Linked DNA regions of Mus musculus: region 2 is linked to region 1. A link is a contact called in public Hi-C data. All regions are on one chromosome and are shown on one strand. The core of a region is the stretch at or near the end of the contact, and the rest is flanking DNA. Distances in the headings are between cores, read along the strand shown. Region 1 has its middle 120 kb from the start of Mdfic. Region 2 holds the start of Tfec (transcription factor EC).

Evidence for each region. Hi-C and Micro-C count contacts between places; a contact is called where the count stands out from the background.
Region 2: a Hi-C map of granulocyte-monocyte progenitors shows a contact between it and region 1, with 3 times the contacts expected there. The contact joins the promoter of Tfec here to the enhancer-like site in region 1. A contact is called at or near these places in 2 of 39 promoter capture datasets (hippocampal neurons and liver), 2 of 484 Hi-C or Micro-C datasets (bone marrow-derived macrophages and granulocyte-monocyte progenitors) and 1 of 9 other capture datasets (liver).

Annotation. Positions count from the first base shown.
Region 1 is chr6:15,839,791-15,843,958 of GRCm38.p6, forward strand. No RefSeq gene overlaps it. Among named protein-coding and RNA genes, the nearest start is that of Mdfic, 120 kb to the left of the region's middle. Within about 2 kb of position 1,926, at least 73 of the 459 cell types and tissues checked have an H3K27ac peak or open chromatin away from gene starts, as enhancers often do. A contact at or near this core is called in bone marrow-derived macrophages and granulocyte-monocyte progenitors, where this site is marked.
Region 2 is chr6:16,896,231-16,900,398 of GRCm38.p6, forward strand. It overlaps Tfec (transcription factor EC), which reads right to left and starts at 2,211. Exons shown (of 7, transcript NM_031198.3): 1 at 2,031-2,211.

The sequences.
Region 1 (4,168 bases), core at 676-3,175:
CTTGCTCCAGTGGGTGGTGTAGCAGCTGCACAGAGGTACAGCTAGGTTTTCCTACAGCTGTTTTAATGGATAAGCTGTAGACTTTTAAGGATCATTGTGAACTGCAAGAGGCAAGGCTGGAGACAACCCACGGAGTTAAGGTAGTGCATGCTTTGGAAACTATTCCTGAAATGGACACTTGAAATATTTGTTACCAAGTCAAAATAGAATAAACTGAGAAGTATGGGGCAAGATTCTGTGCCAAGTCAGTCTGGAGCTGTGAGAGGCTGCCAATGAGGAATTTCTTGAGCCAAGGAGAAAGCAAACAATCAAAGGAAACGTAGAAAGGAATCTGAGAGACTCAGGACAGAGCAGGTGGTGATGGTTTTTTTTTCTTTCTTCTTTTCACACAAGCAGGAAAACTTTGCTGAAGTTCTTCCATTCACCATGAGTTCCAACGGTGTATGTCAAGATTATAGTGTATCAAACTCGTCTGAAGACAAGATTCCTTTAAGGTTATTGAAAAATTCTTGGCAGAAAATGCCTTTGTTCTTCTAGCTCTTTTGAATCATGATGACGAAGAAGATGATGATAAAGCAGCAATTGTTATGTATAGAACTTAACACCTTACTGGTAATGCGTCAACCCTTTTAATCCTTTGGCTACCTTGCTTGATTTGATTTTGAGGACTAAACATGACATGTAGATTTTAAAGTTCATTAGAGTCCCCTATTTTTGGAACAGACAAGAATGTCTATAGAGAGAAGTTTACAAAACTCCACTGCATTCTTCTTGTATATTTTCTTAGCAGAGTCATGGATGCCATTGCAGAATTGCATGGTCATCAGAACTATAACAATCCTAGGCAAATTGTTCAATGCACTGTGCAAGTAAACCAGACATGTTTTCCAGATTGGCTCTGCCACTTCGAAGCTAGAGTGCAGAGTGAAGGATGATGAGTGAGGAAAGAAAGCGGAAGAGTTTTGGGTCTTAGGAAACAAGAAATTAGAAGAGGTCAGCCTTGGGATAGGTAATCTGAGAACCCCATATAAATGTACACTGATCCTGTTTGGATCAGGAAGCTATGCTTGCCTACTCAACCTGATTGGTCACTCAGGACTTTGGGTTCACCACTCTAGCTATGTGGGATAAGAAGCTACGAGCCCATAGATAATGAGAAAGCAATGAACTACTGCCCCTGCTCTTTCTGACACATTTCTCTGAAGACAAAGGTACAACTGTGTTGACAGAAGTCCTGGAATGGATTTGCTATTTTGGTTCAGATCTCCTTCATGGTCTAGGCTTCCCTCTTGTTAATATCCAGACAATATGGATTGTAGCTTAATGGTCCAAAATGGTAATCTTACTATAAATGAAATGTTTGCTGGGCACGGTGATCCATACAGAATCCTGACACTCCAGAAACTGAGGCAGGAGAATTCTAATTTCCAGGTCAGCTTGAACTATGTTTAGAGACTCTACTTAAACACAAAAGAATGATACAAAGATGAATAGGAAATAGAAATGCAAAAGTACAGTCCTTATTTTACCGCAACCACGTTTGAAAGAGCTCTGGATACCTGAATCATTCAACCTTCCTAATAAGTTCCTGAGACCGAGAGGGAGGTTCAACAATAGACCAGTCTACACAGGCAGAAAGTGGTGTTTAGAAAGAAGAAACTACACAAGAGTACAGATTCACTTTACAGGAGGGCCAGGACTTGAACCCAGAATGTCCGGTTTGATCAGATCTGTTCTTAACAGCCCCATAGATCACTAGATGCGGTTTCAGAAGTTTGCTTCATGTTTGTGTCTGTACTGCTCTTCTGAGGTGCAGGAGACAAGGTTTTCCCAGTCTGCCACTTAGGCATAAGATTAATGCACTGAAGCACCATTAGGGTCAATGTCATGCTGCTTTGCAAATTAACCTCCTTTATGCTCTTGTCAGACTGTATGGGGAAGTGAAAGGTTTTTCATCTTTGGACTTCCCCATTTACTCACCATCAATGCCAGCTGTGGCCAACAGGCTTTTTTTTTTTTTTTTTTTTTTTCTTGACTACATTGGAACAAACACTTGTAAAATTACTTACATTTAGAAGATGGAAATGTTGGCATTACAAGCTTTGAGGATACAGAAGTCCAACTCTGATGAATTGATGGCTTTTGCCGATATAGTTTAAAGAGAAATGAGTTTTTTAAAAAAGTCCCATGAGAGCCACATGAGAGTTACTCAGAAAGCACCTGGCATTCTGCCTTTCCTGGTGCTTATTCTCATGACAACACAAGCTGCTCTGGACGTACAGAGAGCAACGCTGTTGCATCAGTCAGTGGCTGCCTAAAGTAATTACTAATGACTTCAGTCCATTGTGTCTATTCTCAGCTAATGGTGGCTACTCTTTTTTTTTTAATTTTTTAAATTTATTTTATATATGAGAGTACACTGTGCACTGTCACTCTCCTCAGACACACCAGAAGAGGGCATCGGATCCTATTACAGATGGTTATGATCCACCATGTGGTGGCTGGGAATTGAACTCTGGTACCTTAACCACTGAGCCATCTCTCTAGCTCCAGCCAATTTAAATATTAAAGGATTTTTTATTTTCTGTAGAACAGCTACAGAGTGCTTAGCACCTATGAGTTAAAGGTGTGTCATTACAAGCACAGACAAATATAGCAGAACAGAACACTAGTTTAGAAGACCGAACATGATACAACTTGTGATGGTTTGTATATTCTTGGACCAGGGAGTGTCACCATTTGGAGGTGTGACCTTGTTGGAATAGGTGTGACCTGGTTGGAGTAGTGTGTCACTGTGGGTGTGGGCTTAATACTCTCACCCTAGGTACCTGGAACTCAGTCTTCCACTAGCAGCCTTTGGATGAAGATGTAGAACTCTCAGCTCTACCTGCGCCATGCCTGCCTGGATGCTGCCATGCTCCCTCATTGATGATAATGGACTGAATCTCTGAACCTGTAAGCCAGCCCCAATTAAATTTTTTTTTATAAGACTTGCCTTGGTCATGGTGTCCGTTCATAGCAGTAAAACCCTAACTAAGACACAACACAATGTGTTTCTCCATAAATAATCTGTCCTTCATTCATATTGCATTTTTTCAGTGAAGAAACTGGGTATGCTGATTTTACCTATTAGTCTCACTTGAAAATCTCTCTTCTATTGTGGAAAAACCAAACCGGACCAAACCAAACCAAACCAAACCAAAACAAAACAAAACAAAGAATAAACCCAAACCACAACCTTAAATTATTGGCTATAAATGGCATTAAGTTGAGACTTTTAAATGTCCCTTTATAAGAATGTCACCTTCCTATCTTTTGCATAAAACATTCATTCTTCGATCTGAGGTTAATGAAACTGTTGTTCATTGGTATGTCTGTGTCACATGGTACTTGGAAACTTTTCAGCAACAGAATTGGAATAAATAAGATGCTTAGATACAACCAGGGATCAGTCCACTGCATAGCTGTTCTTAAACCTTCTCATTATTTTGTTTTACCATAATTAAAAGAAAAGATATAAACCTACAGGAAACTTGAAACATGAATGATAAAAAGCTAGACAGATGCCAATAAGTTAAAATGAAGGACATCAGGTTAAAAGTAATGTTGATAAAACTAAAGGTTGATATATATGCAATAACAATAATGAAAGCAACTGAGGCCATCAAGAGTAAAGAAGATGGCAGAGCTTAACGGAAGGGTACCTGGGAGGGGCTGTAGCAAGGAAATGGTGAACGGTCTACACCCAGTGTAGGGGAATGCCAGGGCCGGGAAGCAGGAGTGGGTGGGTTGGTGAGCAGGGGGAGGGGGTTAGGGGGTTTTCAGGAAAGGGGATAACATTTGAAATGCTAATAAAGAAAATATCTTTAAAAAAGAGTAGAGAAGATGGCAGGTCTTGAAGGAAGGGTACCTGGGAGGGTAAGCTGTAGGAAGGAAATGGAGAGGGGGGAAAATGATATAACCATATCTCAATGAAAACATTTTAAAATCATAAAATTCATCTTTTAAAATGTTACTTCAGAGAGTTTAAGTTTATTCATAAACTCACACAGCCATGGCCACTGTCTACATTATGATATTTTTCTTTACACCAGTATTTAACTTCATTAAAAAGTCAAAATTTATGTTTTAGAGTTGATTTTTCAAGTATTGCAAAGCACTATTCTTA
Region 2 (4,168 bases), core at 961-3,460, 1.1 Mb after region 1:
AGAGTTGACTTTCTGGAGTGAGCTGTCTTGAGATAGTTTTAATTGTACACCAATGGACAAAGGATGAACTGACAGGATTTGCTCAGGTGTTCTGTCATTATCCAAATGACCTTGAAGCAGCTTTCATCTGTGTATTCAAGCCATTGTGGAAGGGCACTTTGTTCTTTCAGCTTCTGCTTTACTTTTGCCTTTCTGACTACACATGCCACTTATTTATTATTATAATTATTATTATTATTATTATTACAATCCAGTCATTGCCCCCATTCTGGTCCTCCCTCTCACAGTTCCTCATCCCATTCCTCCTTTCCTGTCTCCAAGAGGAAGTCACCCCACTGACAGGCCTCCCCACTCCCTGGGGCCTCAATACTCTCCAGGGTTAGGCCAGTCAGTCCTCTGCTGTATTTGTGTCCAGGACCTGGGACCAGCTCCAATATGCTTCCTGGTTGGTGGCTCGGTGTCTGATAGATCTCAGAAGTGCGGGTTAGTTGAAACTGCTCATCTGCCTATGGGGCTGCCAGCGTCCTCAGCTTCTTCCAAACTTTCCCTAATTCTACCACAGGGGTCCCCGACTTCAGTCCAGTGGTTGGCTGTAAAGCATCTGAGTCTGTCTCAGTCAGCGTCAAGCCACTGTTTTTAAAAACAATTTTCTACTTCTACTATGCAAATCACTACAATTCCTGAAAAAAACATGTACTTGCTTTAATTTGGCATTGTATACAAACATCTTGCAAAGTATCTCAGCTGGTTAGAAGTTAAATGTTCATGTCTAAGACATTAAGTTGAGTTAATGTCTAAGAAATTTGTTTTGCTTTTGAAATCAAGCCCAAGTTTCAGTTCAGTAAAATCTACTCCTCCAGTAGCCTAGTCTACTGCTTCACAGAGAAAGCAAGAAGGAGAAAGTCACAAAATCCACGAAACAAACAAAGTGTAGATATGTAGTCCACTGAGTCCATAGCTTTAAAGGTTTCTTTAAATACTCAAGTGTAAACCTCAAGTTTGACCTATTTAAGGTTGCTTCCACCAAATACGGAAAAGATTTAATTCAACAGCTACTTGAAAGTGTCTAGCCACAATCAGCTCCATGTAAGACCCGAGGGAAGCACCCTTCTCGCAGGATCTTGCTGAACTCTCATTCTGTTTTAGCTTTCTTTGTTGACAAAGCCTTTGAGCAGGGAAAAATTGTCAAGTACACTGAAAACTCTTTATCACTAAATGAGGCTTCTAGCAAATAAATTACCAATGAACAACTCAAGCAAAATTAAATATTACCTCAGGTTCATTATTGTTCTCAAAATGTCTATTCCTAATAATGTGGGATAGTATTGATAATCTAGAATAACCACAGAAACAAATCTATGTGCATATAACACCTCTTTATTTATATTTGTGCACATACAGAGAAATAATCCTGGCCCTAATTTTTAGGGCTTTGTTTCAATTTAAAATTATTACTTTAAAAGTTACTGGTTTAGTATACTTGAAATCTCCTAAGCAAAATAATTAGATCTACATATGTACAAAAGGAATACCATAACCTAACCTTGGGAAAAGAACACATGCTAAAATCCTATCTGGTGTTATTATCTGTGAAGAACAAATATTCTTATATATTCTTAACTTTAAAAAAAAACAATAAAACAGACAATGTTTGAATGTAAATTGAAATTAACATTTACTCATAAAATACCATACGATGCAATAAAATGTTAAATTATATTCCAATTTAGTAAATATCTGAAAATATTAAACTAGAAGAAATTCCCTAGGTTATCATAAACTAAAACAGTGATTTCTACATCTTGATTAAAATAGAAATTGATAGCATTCCCGTTATATCTCATCCACATTATAGCGAATCGTAGCTTGGCTGCTCTAAGGTCCTGATACCTGACTACCATGCAAGATGAAACCATAATTACAAGAGAGCTATGCATATTATCAAGGCAAAACAGGTATTGATTGAACTTGTCATCATATTTGTTTAAAGCACAGAAAATTAACCTTAACCTTCCAGTTTGGTTACCTACCAGCACTGATTGGATTCTAGGTGTGTCATCGCGGCTACAAACAGCTCCAAATTACAGCCCCTCGTCTCATAACCTAAGCACAAAAGTCAAGGGTCTGCTCAAGAAGAATAAATGGTTTGAACAGCTTGGAATCCGCTTAGTTGAGGAAGGAGAAAAGAGAAGTCACCCATTAGGGCATTTCCTGGACTCTGGTTGGAATTTCAGTTAAGGAAGAAGAAATGACACAGCAGTTTTAAGTTAAGGCGACTTCCTTTCTTTATCAGAAATGTGCTACTAATTTGAGAAACAGCATTCCAGAAAAACTACTCCAGTGGTGTGACTACAGTAAAAATCCTCTCATTGATGCCGTTATTGCCCCATAATAAACATTTTTCCCCAGAATTTACAATGGCAGTATGTGGTTATTAGCTCAGTGGACTAAGACCCCACAGTTATTGCAACACATTCTGCCTTACAAGTAAGTTTCTTCAGAACACTGTCCTTGCCCACTTTCAGTTAGGAATTACACTTTGACTTAGAATTGTTATTGTTTGAGTTTTTGTTTTAAGACTATTTCCTGAATTTTATATAATGCGAGTTTTCTTACTTCCCAATTTGTTCTCAAAGACTTCATAACCAAGAATAATTGATCTTCCCAAGAAGATTAGACAGAAACATAAAATTGAACTTTGGATGTATATGTGTGTGTGCTTGTGTGTGTACATATATAATATATATGAGTACATATATATTATATATTTCTATATACTATATATTAATGCTATATTATTGCATGTATAGTATATACTACATATAGTGTATATTCTACTATTTTATATATATATATATATATATATATATACAAATAGCTTTCCTCTTGACCCTCAAACCCTCAAAGCTGCCTTTCAAATATCTCTCTTTCTTTCTTTCTACTCAATCAGACATTATTGATGTCAGGAGCTTTCAGCCAGAATCACAAATGACTCTATTAAGAACCCATTTTAGGAGTAAGTACACTAATCTAATTTTCAAAACAAAACATAAATGTTTTCTATACCAGAATTTGATACACTTTTCCTGTAAGGCATATAATAAGAAGCATTTTGAACTTTTGGGGGTGCAACCCATTCATGGCTTCCCAGTTCTGCTGCAGTAATGGCGTACTTACGAGGTCCACAAATGCATGACCACAGCACCTCGAGCTGTTTGTCTCCATTCAGAGGCTCCAGAGAAGTCTGTGTCCCCTGCCTGTGATTTCACATCTTATGTCCTCTCCTAAATCCATTCTAGTCAAGCTCTTAAAAACTACTGAACAGAACACCTCAACTAGGCTTATCAATATTACTACTGGCAGTAATTTATCAGTCCCAACATATTTTCCATATCAACAGCATGTGCTTAATAAGCCTTTAATATCTTCTTCCATTTGTATCAATGCACACTAATAATCAGTCTCACTGCCTTCATTTTCATGCGTTTTCAGGGTACCACAGTAAGACATTCTTCTATATAATTAGATATTCAGGTGTCCTCTTCTGTTTCCTTCTCTTTTCTCTGATTACTAAAATTGAAATACATACAGGATCCTCTTACCTTCTGGACTCCTGACCTTGACTCTGACAAAATCTCTGCTTGCTGGAAAACAATCTGACATTCATTAAGGACAGGCTTTTGCTGTATTTCAAGTCCCAAAGACTCTCCAAGGGCTCATGTGCTCAAAGCTTAGTTCCAGCTTGACATATTAGGAAGTGATGGAAAGTTGAAGAAGCAGGACTTACTGGAGGGCCTTTGGCTACCGGGGACGTGCTTCAGGGGTCCATACCTGTTTTCCTTCTGGCCTTGAAGTGAGCAGATCCCTTCTGGCAGCCATTCTTCCCACAAGCCACCTTACAAGTCCCAAAGTAGTAAGTCAACTCATTGTGAACTGAAAGATTTCAGAAATGTGATCCCAAATATGTTTTTTTTCTTATAACTTGATGTTTCTTCATGTATTTCATTCAAAGTAAAAAAGGCAACATTTCTATGGAAGTAAAAATCAAACATCAACCCAGCTACTGTGACTCCTCAGAATAAGTCTTGCCACATGGTAGACAGAATGGATGAAAACAATTCAAAGTTTTATTTACTTTTGGCTCTGCATCAAAAGAAGTGCGATGCTT